Linked DNA regions of Pan troglodytes: region 1 is linked to region 2. A link is a contact called in public HiChIP or PLAC-seq data. All regions are on one chromosome and are shown on one strand. The core of a region is the stretch at or near the end of the contact, and the rest is flanking DNA. Distances in the headings are between cores, read along the strand shown.

The links. HiChIP or PLAC-seq counts read pairs in DNA pulled down with a chosen protein or histone mark.
Region 1: an H3K4me3 HiChIP or PLAC-seq map of stem cell-derived excitatory neurons shows a contact between it and region 2, with 7 times the contacts expected there. The contact joins the promoter of C22H22orf23 here to the promoter of GALR3 in region 2. A contact is called at or near these places in 1 of 7 Hi-C or Micro-C datasets (stem cell-derived neural progenitor cells) and 1 of 1 datasets of contacts at active chromatin or transcription factors (stem cell-derived excitatory neurons).

What each region holds. Positions count from the first base shown.
Region 1 is chr23:39,961,543-39,967,555 of NHGRI_mPanTro3-v2.0_pri, reverse strand. It overlaps C22H22orf23 (chromosome 22 C22orf23 homolog), which reads left to right and starts at 2,258. Exons shown (of 7, transcript NM_001280139.1): 1 at 2,258-2,409; 2 at 2,699-2,810; 3 at 4,326-4,388. The coding sequence starts at 2,708. It overlaps POLR2F (RNA polymerase II, I and III subunit F), which reads right to left and starts at 2,194. Exons shown (of 6, transcript XM_016939157.4): 1 at 2,050-2,194. The coding sequence starts at 2,069.
Region 2 is chr23:39,829,931-39,835,776 of NHGRI_mPanTro3-v2.0_pri, reverse strand. It overlaps GALR3 (galanin receptor 3), which reads right to left and starts at 1,595. Exons shown (of 2, transcript XM_525589.7): 1 at 983-1,595; 2 at 1-29. The coding sequence starts at 1,509.

The sequences.
Region 1 (6,013 bases), core at 1,009-3,508, 130 kb before region 2:
TTAGCCGAGTGTGGTCGTGGGCGCCTGTAATCCCAGCTACTCAGGAGGCTGAGGCACAAGAATTGCTTGAACCCGAGAGGCGGAGGGTGCACTGAGCCACGGTCACCCCACTGCACTCCAGCCTGGGTGACACAGTGAGACTCCTTCTCAAAAAATAAAAAATAAGAAGAAGAAGAAGAAGTAAATCCGACTTTTGTTCCATTTTACCCCTTCAATTTTTCCCCATCTGCCCCCAAATATTGCTAGTACTCATTCGTCATCACTGTTTCCCTCTCTACTGGATCATTCCCATCAGCATTTTTTTTTTTTTTTGAGACAAAGTCTCGCTCTGTTGTCCAGGATGGAGTGCAATGGCGTGATCTTGGCTCACTGCAACCTCCGCCTCCTGGGTTCAAGCAATTCTCCTGTCTCAGCCTCCCGAGTAGCTGGGATTATAGGCACACGCCACCATGCCCAGCTAATTTTTGTATTTTTAGTAAAGATGGGGTTTCACCATGTTGACCAGGCTGGTCTCGAACTCCTGGCCTCAGGTGATCCACCCTCCTCGGCCTCCCAAAGTGCTGGGATTAGAGGTGTAAGCCACAGCACCCGGCCCCATCAGCATTTCAACATGTGCTTTTCCTCATCTAAAAAAACAAAAACAAACAAACAAAAAACCCTTATTTCTCTTCTCTCTCCCCCTATAGCCCTAATTCCATGGTGTCCTTTGAAGCAAAAATGTGTGAAAGAGCTGTCCACCCTCACTATCTTCCTCTTCCCATTTTGTCATAATCTCACTCCAAAAAGCCTTTCACCCCAACAGCTCCATCAAAACCACTTTCCAAGCTCATTAATGATCTCCACGTTGCTAAATCCAATGGCCAACTCTCCTTCTCATTTAGCCTGATCTATCAGCTGGCACATTAGGCCACTTGCTCTCCTCACTTGACTCCAAGGACACCTCACCCTCTTGGTGTTCCCCCACCTCCCCGGCTTCTCTTTTCCCCCAAGCACTCAATGTCCAAATGCCCTAATGCTCAGCCACGGGTCATCTCCTCTTCTCTACTGACACTCACTGGGAATGCGGTAGCAATCCCACACGTTTCTTATTTTTATCCTCAGACTAGCTCTCTTTGCACCCACACATCCAACAGGTAATTTTTGGGCTCTATCTTTAAAACAGTAATATATCCAGAATTCAAAACCAGTTCTCACCACCTCTACTCCTACCACCCTACTATAAGCTACTGACTTCTCTCATCTAGATTACTACAAGCAGGCCGGGCACGGTGGCTCACGCCTGTGATCCCAGCACTTTGGGAGGCCGAGGCGGGTGGATCACAAGCTCAGGAGTTCGAGGCCAGTCTGGCCAACATGGTGAAACCCGTCTCTACTAAAACTACAAACAATTAGCAAGGCGTGGTGGTGCACGCCCATAATCCCAGCTAGTCGGGAGGCTGAGGCAGGAGAATCCCTTGAACCCCGGAGGCGGAGGCTGCAGTGAGCCGAGATCGCGCCACTGCACTCCAGCCTGGGCGACAGAGCAAGACTCTGTTTCAAAAAAAAAAAAAAAATACTGCAAAGGACCGTCCCATACTTTTATTTAATGCCACCCGGTGGAGCTGCCCCAGACCCTCCTCTGGAGTACTCCTATACTACATACTTCTAGAACTGGGGAAGCTCACGCGACCACCGTTACCTGCTTGCTTGCTTACTTATGGGCCTGTGACCCCTGTTCTAGAAAGTGAGCACGTGGAAAGGCAGGGACGATTGTTCATTCACCTCAATATTCCCACTGCATGACACAGAGCCCGGCTCGCTGGAACATTTGCTGAAGGACACCTTTTCTACGGATCCCCTCTGGACCCTCGAGCCTGGGCCCTCCTGTGCCTCCAGCCGGGGCTGTGCTCCTGGGTCGCCCGCCCTTCCCTTCCTCGGCTCCGCCGGCCCCCTCAGGACCCCAGTCCCCTCAGACATTGCCCTAGACGCCAGGCTCCTCAGCCGACCCAAGCCTTGCCTCATCCGCCCCTTCCAAGGTTGCCGCAAAGGCCACTCCGCTCCCGCACTCACTTGTCCTCGTTGTCTGACATGACACCCTCGCCTCAGCGACCCCGCTGCGCCCCGGTCCCGCGCGGAGACCCGCAAACAGCGACACTACGACTCGCGCGGCTCCTAGCTTATCTTGCGCCTGCGCCGTAACCCAGAGGAAATCACTTCCGGGAGGCAGGACAGAGCGGGGAAAGTGCGCATGCGCTGACTGGTGTGCGCGCGTTTCTATAGTAGCCAGAGGCGCTAGCTGCCAGCTCCAGCAGCCCAGGTCGCGCAGTATTTCTGCGTGGCACCGGTGCGGATGCGGCTGTAAAGCAGTGGTCACCGCCTCCGGGAGCCCACTTCTATGTGGAGAGGGGAGCACCCAGAGAGGGTCTTAGGGTGAAATTTCAATTTTGGCATATCACTCAGTGGGTACTGTTGTGACCATGGCTGTGTTAACACTCCCTCCCGAGGAGACTTCCCTGCCACAGGCGCTGGGTCAGAATGAGGACTGTGTGTGTGTATCTGTGTGTCTGGATGGGAGGTTTGGGCACTGTCGCAATATTAACTGGCGGCATCATTCTCTGGCTCGATCCCCGCTTCCAGACTTCTGGGGGTGTTGGGCGTCGGGGAACAGAGATTAGGGACAGGAGACAGGGGGTGTGTCATTGCGTCTTTCCCTCCTCAGAGTCCTCCCATGGCTTCACAGAAGCAGATGGAGGTAGTGACCAAAGGAACTGGGTTCCGGCGCCGCCCCAAGACCACCACTTACACCCCGGGGACCTGCGAGCTGCTCAGAGGTCAGTGCGTTAAAGCAGCGATCCCAGCCTTTTTGGCACCAGGGACCGGTTTCGTGGAAGACAATTTTTCCACTGACGGAGGTGTGGAGAATGGTTTCGGGATGAAACTGTTCCACCTCAGATCATCAGGTATTAGATTCTCATAAGGAGCGTGCAACCTAGATCCCTCGCGTGCGCAGTTCACAATAGGGTTCGCGCTCCTATGAGAATCTAAGGCCGTCACTGACCTGAAAGGAGGCGGTGAGGCTCGCTAGCCTGCCGCTCACCTCCTGCTGTGCGGCCCGGTTCCTAACAGGCCAGGGACTGGTACCAGTCCACGGACGGGGGGTTGGGGACCCCTGAGTTAAAGGATGAGAGAAGAATGGTGGTAGTTACCCTCTGTAACTCAGTTCCCCCATACCTGACCTATGGCTTAGCACTATTTTCCTTTACAGATAAGGAGCCTGGGGTTCAGAAAGCTTCAAAATTCTACTGCATATGCCTTAGTTGGGGGCGGGGCGGGGCGGGGCGGGGGGGAGGGGAAGGTTCAAGGTGCTACACCTTGCCAAAAGTCAAAGAACTAAAATTTTTAGAGTAGTTAACTCCTATGCATCCTTTAGATCATACTTTCAACTTTCCCGAGGAAGACTTCTGCTCCTCACCACCACAGTAGGATCAACTGTTATGCGCCCTCACACATTTTCCTTCACTGGGCTTAGCACAAGCTGTAGTCAGTTATTTGGTGTCCCATCTATCCCTCCAGATCATGAATTTCATCAGGCAGGAACCGTGCCTGTTTCGGCTCACAATTGTAGCTCCAGCCCCTGAAACATGATGAACAAGTGTTCATGTGTTCTTTTACTCAACAACTTTTTTGTTTTTTTCCAACAACAGCATTTTTAAGTCTACCATGTGCCTTAGACTCTGTTTTAGGTGCTGGGGATACAGCAGTGAAAGAAAATGAGGTGGCTCAAGCCGGTAATCCCAGCACTTTGGGAGGCCAAGGTGGGCAGATCACCTGAGGTTAGGAGTTCACGACCAGCCTGACCAACATGGAGAAACCCAGTCTCTACTAAAAGTACAAAATTAGCCGGGCGTGGTGGCGCATGTCTGTAATCCCAGCTACTCGGGAGGCTGAGGCAGGAGAATTCCTTGAACCCAGGAGGTGGAGATTGCAGTGAGCTGAGGTCGCGCCACTGCACTCCAGCCTGGGCAACAAGATGGAAGCTCCATCTCAAAAAAAAAAAAAAAAAAAAAAAAAGAGAAAGAGGAAAAAATATTTAACAGAGGGCAGAAATTTTATTAAACCAGCAAAAATTCTTATCATACAGCTAATATAGAAGGATAACAATAAAATAAAATATATAGAATTTTAGGTGGTCGTAAGTGCTATAGAAAAAACAAAGCAGGAAAGATAGAGAAGGCATGCTCAGTGCAGAATGGGGCTAGGATGTAGGGTTTTAAATTTCAGTAGGGTGTCAGGTGAAGGCATCCGCTTGCAGCCCAAGAGACCTCATAGAATGCTTTGTCGTGCAGTGATGATGAAGGAATCCAAACTGACGAACATCCAGCAGCGCCACATCATGGACATCATGAAAAGTAAGGGGCAGTCCACAGAGGCTTCCTGGACAGAGGGATCTGGGGCCACACTTTTAATGCTTCTCCATGTTAAGGGAGAGAGGACCTCATATAAAAAAAAACAAAGACAGCCGGGCACGTGGCTCATGCCTGTAATTCCAACACTGGGAGGCTGAGGTGGGAGGATGGCTTAAGCCCAGGAGTTCAAGACCAGCCCGGGCAACACCACAAGCCACAAGACCTCATCTCCACAAAACCTTTTTTTTTTTTTTTTTTGAGACAGAGTCTCACTCTGTCGCCCAGGCTGGAGTGCAGTGGCGCAATCTCGGCTCACTGCAACTTCTGCCTCCCGGGTTCATGCCATTCTCCTGCCTCAGCCTCCCAAGTAGCTGAGACTATAGGTGCCCACCACCACGCCCGGCTAATTTTTTGTATTTTTAGTAGAGATGGCGTTTCATCATGTTAGCCAGGATGGTCTCGATCTCCTGACCTCATGATCCGCCCACCTCGGCCTCCCAAAGTGCTGGGACTACAGGAGTGAGCCACCACGCCTGGCCAACTTTTTTGTTTTGTTTTGTTTTGAGATGAGTCTCTCTCTCTGTCGCCCAGGCTGGAGTGCAGTGGCATGATCTCGGCTCACTACAACCTCCGCCTCCTGGGTTCAGGCAATTCTCCTGCCTCAGCGTCCTGACTAGCTAGGATTACAGGCGTGCGCCACCATGCCCGGCTTAATTTTTGTATTTTTAGTAGAGACTGGGTTTCACTATGTTGGCCAGGCTGGTCTCGAACTCCTGACCTCGTGATCTGCCTGCCTCGGCCTCCCAAAGTGCTGGGATTCCAGGCATGAGCCACTGCACCCAGCCCCCAAAATTTTTTAAAATTAGCCAGGTGTGGTGGTGCCAACCTGTAGTCCCAGCTACTCAGGAGGTTGAGGTGGGAGGATCACTTGACCCTGGGAGGTCAAGGCTGCAATGAGCTGTGATTGCACCACTGCACTCCAGCCTGGGCGACCGAGTGGAGCCTAATCTCAAAATAATTAAAATAAAATTAAATTAAATTAAAATAAAAACAGGTCAGGCCGGGTGTGGGAGCTCACACCTGTAATCCCAGCACTTTGGGAGGCTGAGGCGGGCAGATCACCTGAGGTCAAGAGTTCAAGACCAGCCTGGCCAACATGGTAAAACCCTGTCTCTACGCCAATACAAAAATTAGCTGGGCATGATGGTGGATGCCTGTAATACCAGCTACTCAGGAGGCTGAGGCAGGAAAATCACTTGAACCCAGCAGGCAGAGGGTGCAGTGAGCCGAGACCATACCACTGCACTCCAGCGTGGGTGGCAGAGCAAGACATCGTCTCAAAAACAAAAAATAAAAAATAAAAAAACAGGTCAGCTGTGGTGGCTTATACCTATAATCCTATCACTTTGGGAGGCTAAGGCAGGAGGATTGCTTGAGCCCAAGAGTTCAAGACCAGCCTGGCAAAACACATACATACTGAGGTGTACCTGTAGTCCCAGCTACTCAGGAAGCTGAGGCAGGAGAATCACATGAGCCCAGGAGTTCAAGGCCAGCCTGGGCAACACAGTGAAACCTCTCTCTACAGCAAAATTTTTGGGTGTGTGACCAAAAAAATTAATACTTCTGAC
Region 2 (5,846 bases), core at 346-2,845:
AGCGCAGCGGGTGCCGCACGGCCAGGTACCTGCGGAGGGCGCCTGGTCAGCGGGGCGGGCAGGTGCCCTCCCGCAGGGGCCCGCGCCACGTCCCGCGCCGGGGCCCTGCGGCCCAGTGCGCCTCCTGTGAACCGTGGGGGACGTGGCGGGGATTAAGGGTGTGAACGCGCAAGGTGCTTAGGCCCTTGCACCTAGCAAGGGCCCGATCCCGGTGACTTGTTATTTCTAGGATTATTTTATGGATGCGTCAGATGAGGTCCAGAGAGAAGTGACTTGCCCAGGGTCATCAGCTGGAGTGAGCCTGGATTTGACCCCAAGTTTCAAGCTGTGGAAGCAGATGTGTGCACAGCTTGGCCAGGTGTGGGCAGTTAGAAAATAGCTGGGCTGGCCGCGGTGGCTCACGCCTGTAATCCCAGCACTTGGGAGGCCGAGGCGGGCGGATCACCTGAGGTCAGGGGTTCGAGACCAGCCTGTCCAACATGGCAAAACCCCGTTTCTACTAAAAATACAAAAAATTAGCCAGGTGTGGTGGCCTGTAATCCCAGCTACTCGGGAGGCTGTGGAAGGAGAATCGCTGGAACCCAGGAGGCAGAGGTTGCAGTGAGCCAAGATCCAAAAAAAAAAAAAAACAAAACAAAACAAAAAAAACTGATGAACGCATTCGTGAGCTTCTTTTGCGATTCATTTCGCGCTTACAGAGCACTTACTATGTGCCAGACCCTGTGCTGCCACTTGAGACTCAGAGGCGTCCTCTGGAAGTTCACAGTGGAAGAGGGGAAGGGCAGGACAGTCCCCTCAAGCACGCCCTGCAGGTGCCCAGAGGCTGCTTGCGAGGGGTCAGGGAGCTTTTGTTTCCTCCCACCCACCTCCCTTTCTGGTCCCCCACTCTCTCCTTCCTAAGGCCAGTGAGGATCTGTTCAGGACTCCTCCCCCAACCCCCGCCCCCACAGCCCTGCCCAGCCAGGCCCCAGGCACAGCGCACCTGTCCACGGAGACAGCAGCCAGCGTGAAGCTGCTGGCGTACATGGTGAGGTAGATGAGCAGGTGCACGGCCTTGCAGACGAGGGCCCCGAAGAGCCAGGCATCCAGCGTGTAGATGGTGGCCTGGAAGGGCACGCAGCACAGGATGAAGCAGAGGTCAGCCACCGCCAGGTTGAGGATGAACAGGTCCGTGGTGCTGCCGGGCTCCTGCCAGGCACTCGGGCCAGGCTGCAGGAGCACTGCCAGCACCAGCCCATTGCCCACTGTGCCCAGCAGGAAGATTAGGGCAAAGACCACAGGCACTGCCACGGCCCCCACACTCCCTGGGCTGTCCAGTGAAATGTTCTGGGCATCAGCCATCTCCCCATCAGACGGGCACCTGGGAAGAGAAGCTGGAGTCCTCAGGCAAGAGCCCCCAGTTCTGGTTGCTTGACCCCGGGATCTAACTCCCCCGACCTGGGTCTGGCCAGGTGTTCTGGGCTGGAAGCTCGTGGGAGATGGAGGAGGGGAGAGCAGAGCCAAAGTCATCGCTGAGTGTCACTGTGTGAGCAAGCTCGTGGTGTTCAAGGGGTGAGAGTTCCTCAGTTTCCTAAGGAACACCCCTGGAGTCCTGCCTGGAGGACTACCTAGGTATTTGAGGGACACTTTCAACCCACGAGGCTGGGGAAGGCACAAGCGAAGTAGGATGAAGATATGGCGATGGGGGGAGGGGCCAAACCCAGAAACTGGTATATTTTCCTTCTCAATGGGGATCTGAAGCTCAGGGGAGACCCTGGGACATGGGTTTAGGGCTTTCTCTGGCTACAAGCTGTAGCCTTAGCAAAACACGGGTAACATCCCTGAGTCATTGGAGGGTCCAGTATAGTGAGATCATCACAATGGCAAAACTGGGAAGACCGTGTAGGTCACTGCTCCCTCTCTGCACATAGGGAAATCGAGGCCCAGAGAGGGGACATGGGAGGATAATATCACACTCGAAATGGCAGCTCTGGGGCTGTTGCCACCCTGGTATCCTGCCTCTTAAGCTAGAGTGCTCATCTGAGAGCCTGTAACAGGTGGTGCCTCTGACAACCTGTGTGTGTGTGCACACCGCACCCATGCTCACCCCCATCCCACTCTACAGCCCATGTCTCCTACTACCTGTGGATCTCCTTGCAGGCTTGAGACCACTGGGGTGGTGGGACAAAGTAGGGGAAAGGGGGGTCAGGCAGGGAGTAGGGAAGAAAGGCAATGTCTGCCCCCACCCCAGCACCCAGCATGCAGTAGGTCCCCAAAGCCCAGGATGGGCAACACCCACCTCCGCCTTGGGCAGTGGGCTTGATCCTGGGTGGAATGGCCAGGCTGGGTGGGCCTCCTGATTCAGCGGCTGCCCCTCGGTGCCTCCCTGCAGGTACTGGTCTGCCTTCTACTTCTCCCCCTTTGCCTTTAAGGCCCCTCCTCTCCTCTGCCCCCTCTGCTGAGCCGGAGTTGGGCACTCCCTCTGGAGTAGCCACTGGCCACTTCCTCCTCAGTCCCTGATTTCCCCCAGGTGGCAGGCTCTTCTGCCTGGCTCTTCTCTGCCTCTCTGCGTTGCTGCTGCCTTTTCCTCTCTCTGCAGCCAGTAACCCATTGATCTCGCTCTCTGTGATTTGCTTTGTAGTTAACCCCTCTGTGCCCAGGGCCCAGCCAGTCTCTGGCACTCCCACCTCCTGTGGCCCAGCCTGATGTGACTCCATCCCCTATCCCTGCACCTTCTTGCTCCAATCCATGTTTAGAAAAGGTTCCTAGGCCGGGCATGGTGGCTCACGTCTGTAATCCCAGCACTTTGGGAGGCCGAGGCAGGCAGATCACTTGAGGCCAGGAATTCGAGACCAGCCTGGCCAATGTGGCGAAACCTTGTCTCTACTAAAAATACAAAAATTAACTGAGCGTGGTGGCGGGCGCCTGTAATCCCAGCTACTCTGGAGGCTGAGGCAGGAGAATCGCTTGAACCTGGGAGGTGGAGGTTGCAATGAGCCAAGATGACGCCACTGCACTCCAGCCTAGGTGATGGAGTGAGACATTGTCTCAAAAAAAAAAAAAAAAAAGAAGAGGCTGGGCGCGGTGGCTCATGCCTGTAATCCCAGCACTTTGGGAGGCCAAGACAGGTGGATCATGAGGTCAGGAGTTCAAGACCAGCCTGGCCAAGATGATGAAACCCCATGTCTACTAAAAATACAAAAATTAGCTGGGTGTGGTGGCGGGCACCTGTAATCCCAGCTGCTCGGGAGGCTGAGGCAGAGAATTGCTTGAAGCTAGGGGTTGGAGGTTGCAGTGAGCCAAGATCGTGCCACTGCACTCCAGCCTGGGCGACAGAGCGAGATTCCGTCTCAAAAAAAAAAAAAAAAGGATTCCTAGTCTTGACTGGGGTTTCCTGGAGTGGGAAACCAGGACTTGAGTCTCCTTTCGGCAGACTCCAGAGACTCCTCCCTCAGGCTCTGCAAATCCTGAGATCCTTCTCTGGAAGCTCTTTCCAGAGCCTTAGTCCAGCTGGAGCCCAGATGGTTTAGGTACCTGTCCAAAAAGTCTGGCTTTACCTGATAGCAACGGGGAACTACTAAGATTCTACAGCAGAGACATGACCCGCACATTTTCTTTCTTTCTTTCTTTTTTTTCCCCCACATTATCTTTTGTAAGAAGTTTGTTATGGGCCAGGCGCAGCGGCTCACACCTGTAATCCTAGCACTTTGGGAGGCCGAGGTGGGCGGATCATCTGAGGTCAAGAGTTCGAGACCAGACTGGCCAACATGGCAAAACCCTGCCTCTACTAAAAATACAAAAATTAGCTGGGCATGGTGGCTCACACCTGTAATCCCAGCTACTCAGGAGGCTGAGGCACGAGAATCGCTTGAACCTGGGAGGTGGTGGTTGCAGTGAGCCGAGATCGCTCGCACTCCAGACTGGGCAACAGAGCGACTCTGTCTCAAAAAAAAAGTCTATTATTGCCCGGGGTGAAAAGGATGGACAGAGGGGGAGAGATCTGATGAGTGACCTGTTAGGAGCCTCTCGTCTAGGCAAGAGCCAAAGAGGTGAATAGGTCTTGGTGAACGGCTGTGTGATTTGGTCATGGAGTTCTGTCCTGAACTGTGTGGAGGAGGGGCCACATGGCCAAATGCCTCCAGAGGGTTAGGGAGGCTAGCACCTGGGGAGCAAGGTACACTGGATTCAGCAATGAGGAGGCTGCTGGTAAACTGGACAGGTGTTTTGAGGGCAAAAGGCAGTCTGCAGTGAGTTAAGGAAGGGAGGGGAGAGGTGGAGGGGCTGAGTGTAGTGTTTTTAGAAGCTGGGGGTGGGGTTGGGGAGCATCAAGGGGAAGTGCGTAAGGGGAGAGAAAACAGTGTGAGGGGCGCTGGTGGAGCCAGGACTCGGTAGATGCTCAGAACTAGCTCCTTAAGGCCAGGCGTGGTGGCTCATGTCTGTAATCCTAGCACTTTGGGAGGCCAAGGCAGTTGGATCACTTGAGGTCAGGAGTTCAAGACCAGCCTGGCCAACATGGTGAAACCCATCTCTACTAAAAATTAGCCAGGTATGGTGGTGCACACCTGTAATCCCAGCTACTTGGGACGACTGAGGCAGGAGAATGGCTTGAGCCCGGGAGGCGGAGGTTGCAGTGAGCAGAGACTGTGCCACTGCACTCCAGCCTGGGCAACAGAGCAAGACTCAAAAAAAAAAAAGAAAGAAAAAAAAGAAAAGAAAAGAACCAGCTCCTCAAAGGCCCCGGGGTTTTCACGAGGGCTCAGAGGTGCCTCTATAGAGCCTGATGTCACCTTCTTTAGATGCAGAAAATCCTCAATTTTTGGAAGCAGAGTCTCACGGAATTGAAACTATTAGGAATCTAATCTAGACTTGCCAAACCTGAATTCAGAAGCTTCAGAATTGAATTAATATATATATATATATTTTTGAGACAGTCTCGCTCTGTTGCCCAGGCTGGAGTACAGTGGTGTGATCTCAGCTCACTGCAAGTGCAAGCTCCGCCTCCCAGGTTCACGCCATTCTCCCACCTCAGCCTCCCGAGTAGTTGGGACTACAGGCGCCCACCACGCCCGGCTAATGTTTTGTTTTTGTATTTTTAGTAGAGACGGGGTTTCACCGTTTTAGCCAGGATGGTCTCGATCTCCTGACCTCGTGATCCGCCCGCCTCGGCCTCCCAAAGTGCTGGGATTACAGGCGTGAGCCACCGCGCCCGGCCAGAATTGAATTAATTCTGAATTGAATTCAGAATTGAATTGCGCAACGGAATTGTAGACTCTTATGATCCCTGAATGGCGAGACTCAGCTTGGTGGGATTTTAGAACCTTTGACAGATCTACAACCACTGCGTGAAAGTAACGCACCCTTAGACTCCCAGAATCCTGGACGAATGTGCATGCCTGAACCCTGGAACGGGCTGGAAAGCATCTGAGATTCATGACTTTGCACTCCTGGCCCTTGGGAGGCCCCTGCCCACAAGGTCCTTCTTGGCCTAGGGCGATGAGCTCCCAGCAGCGGCAAGGCTAAGCTGATATGAGAGCGGAGGTGGAGGGAAGGAGGAAGGAACAGGCGGCCATAAAGAGCGCGGCCGTGAGCCTAGACCTTGGGTGCGCCCGGTGCCACCTCCATCCACCACTACTGCCGCTTCTGGTAGCCCGCGGCCCTGAACCCCGTGCGCGACGCAGAGAACAAGGACATTGCGCCCTTGGGGCGGTCCCCAGAGCCTCTGATTCTGCAGAACGCAGACTTGCAGCTGATCCACGGCCGGCCCTCCCGCCCCGCGTGGCCCTACAGCTTGTCGTGGGCGGCCGGCGACTACCGGTAGGCGCCCAAGCCGAAACACGTGCACCCAGAGCGGCTGCTGCGCCTCCTAC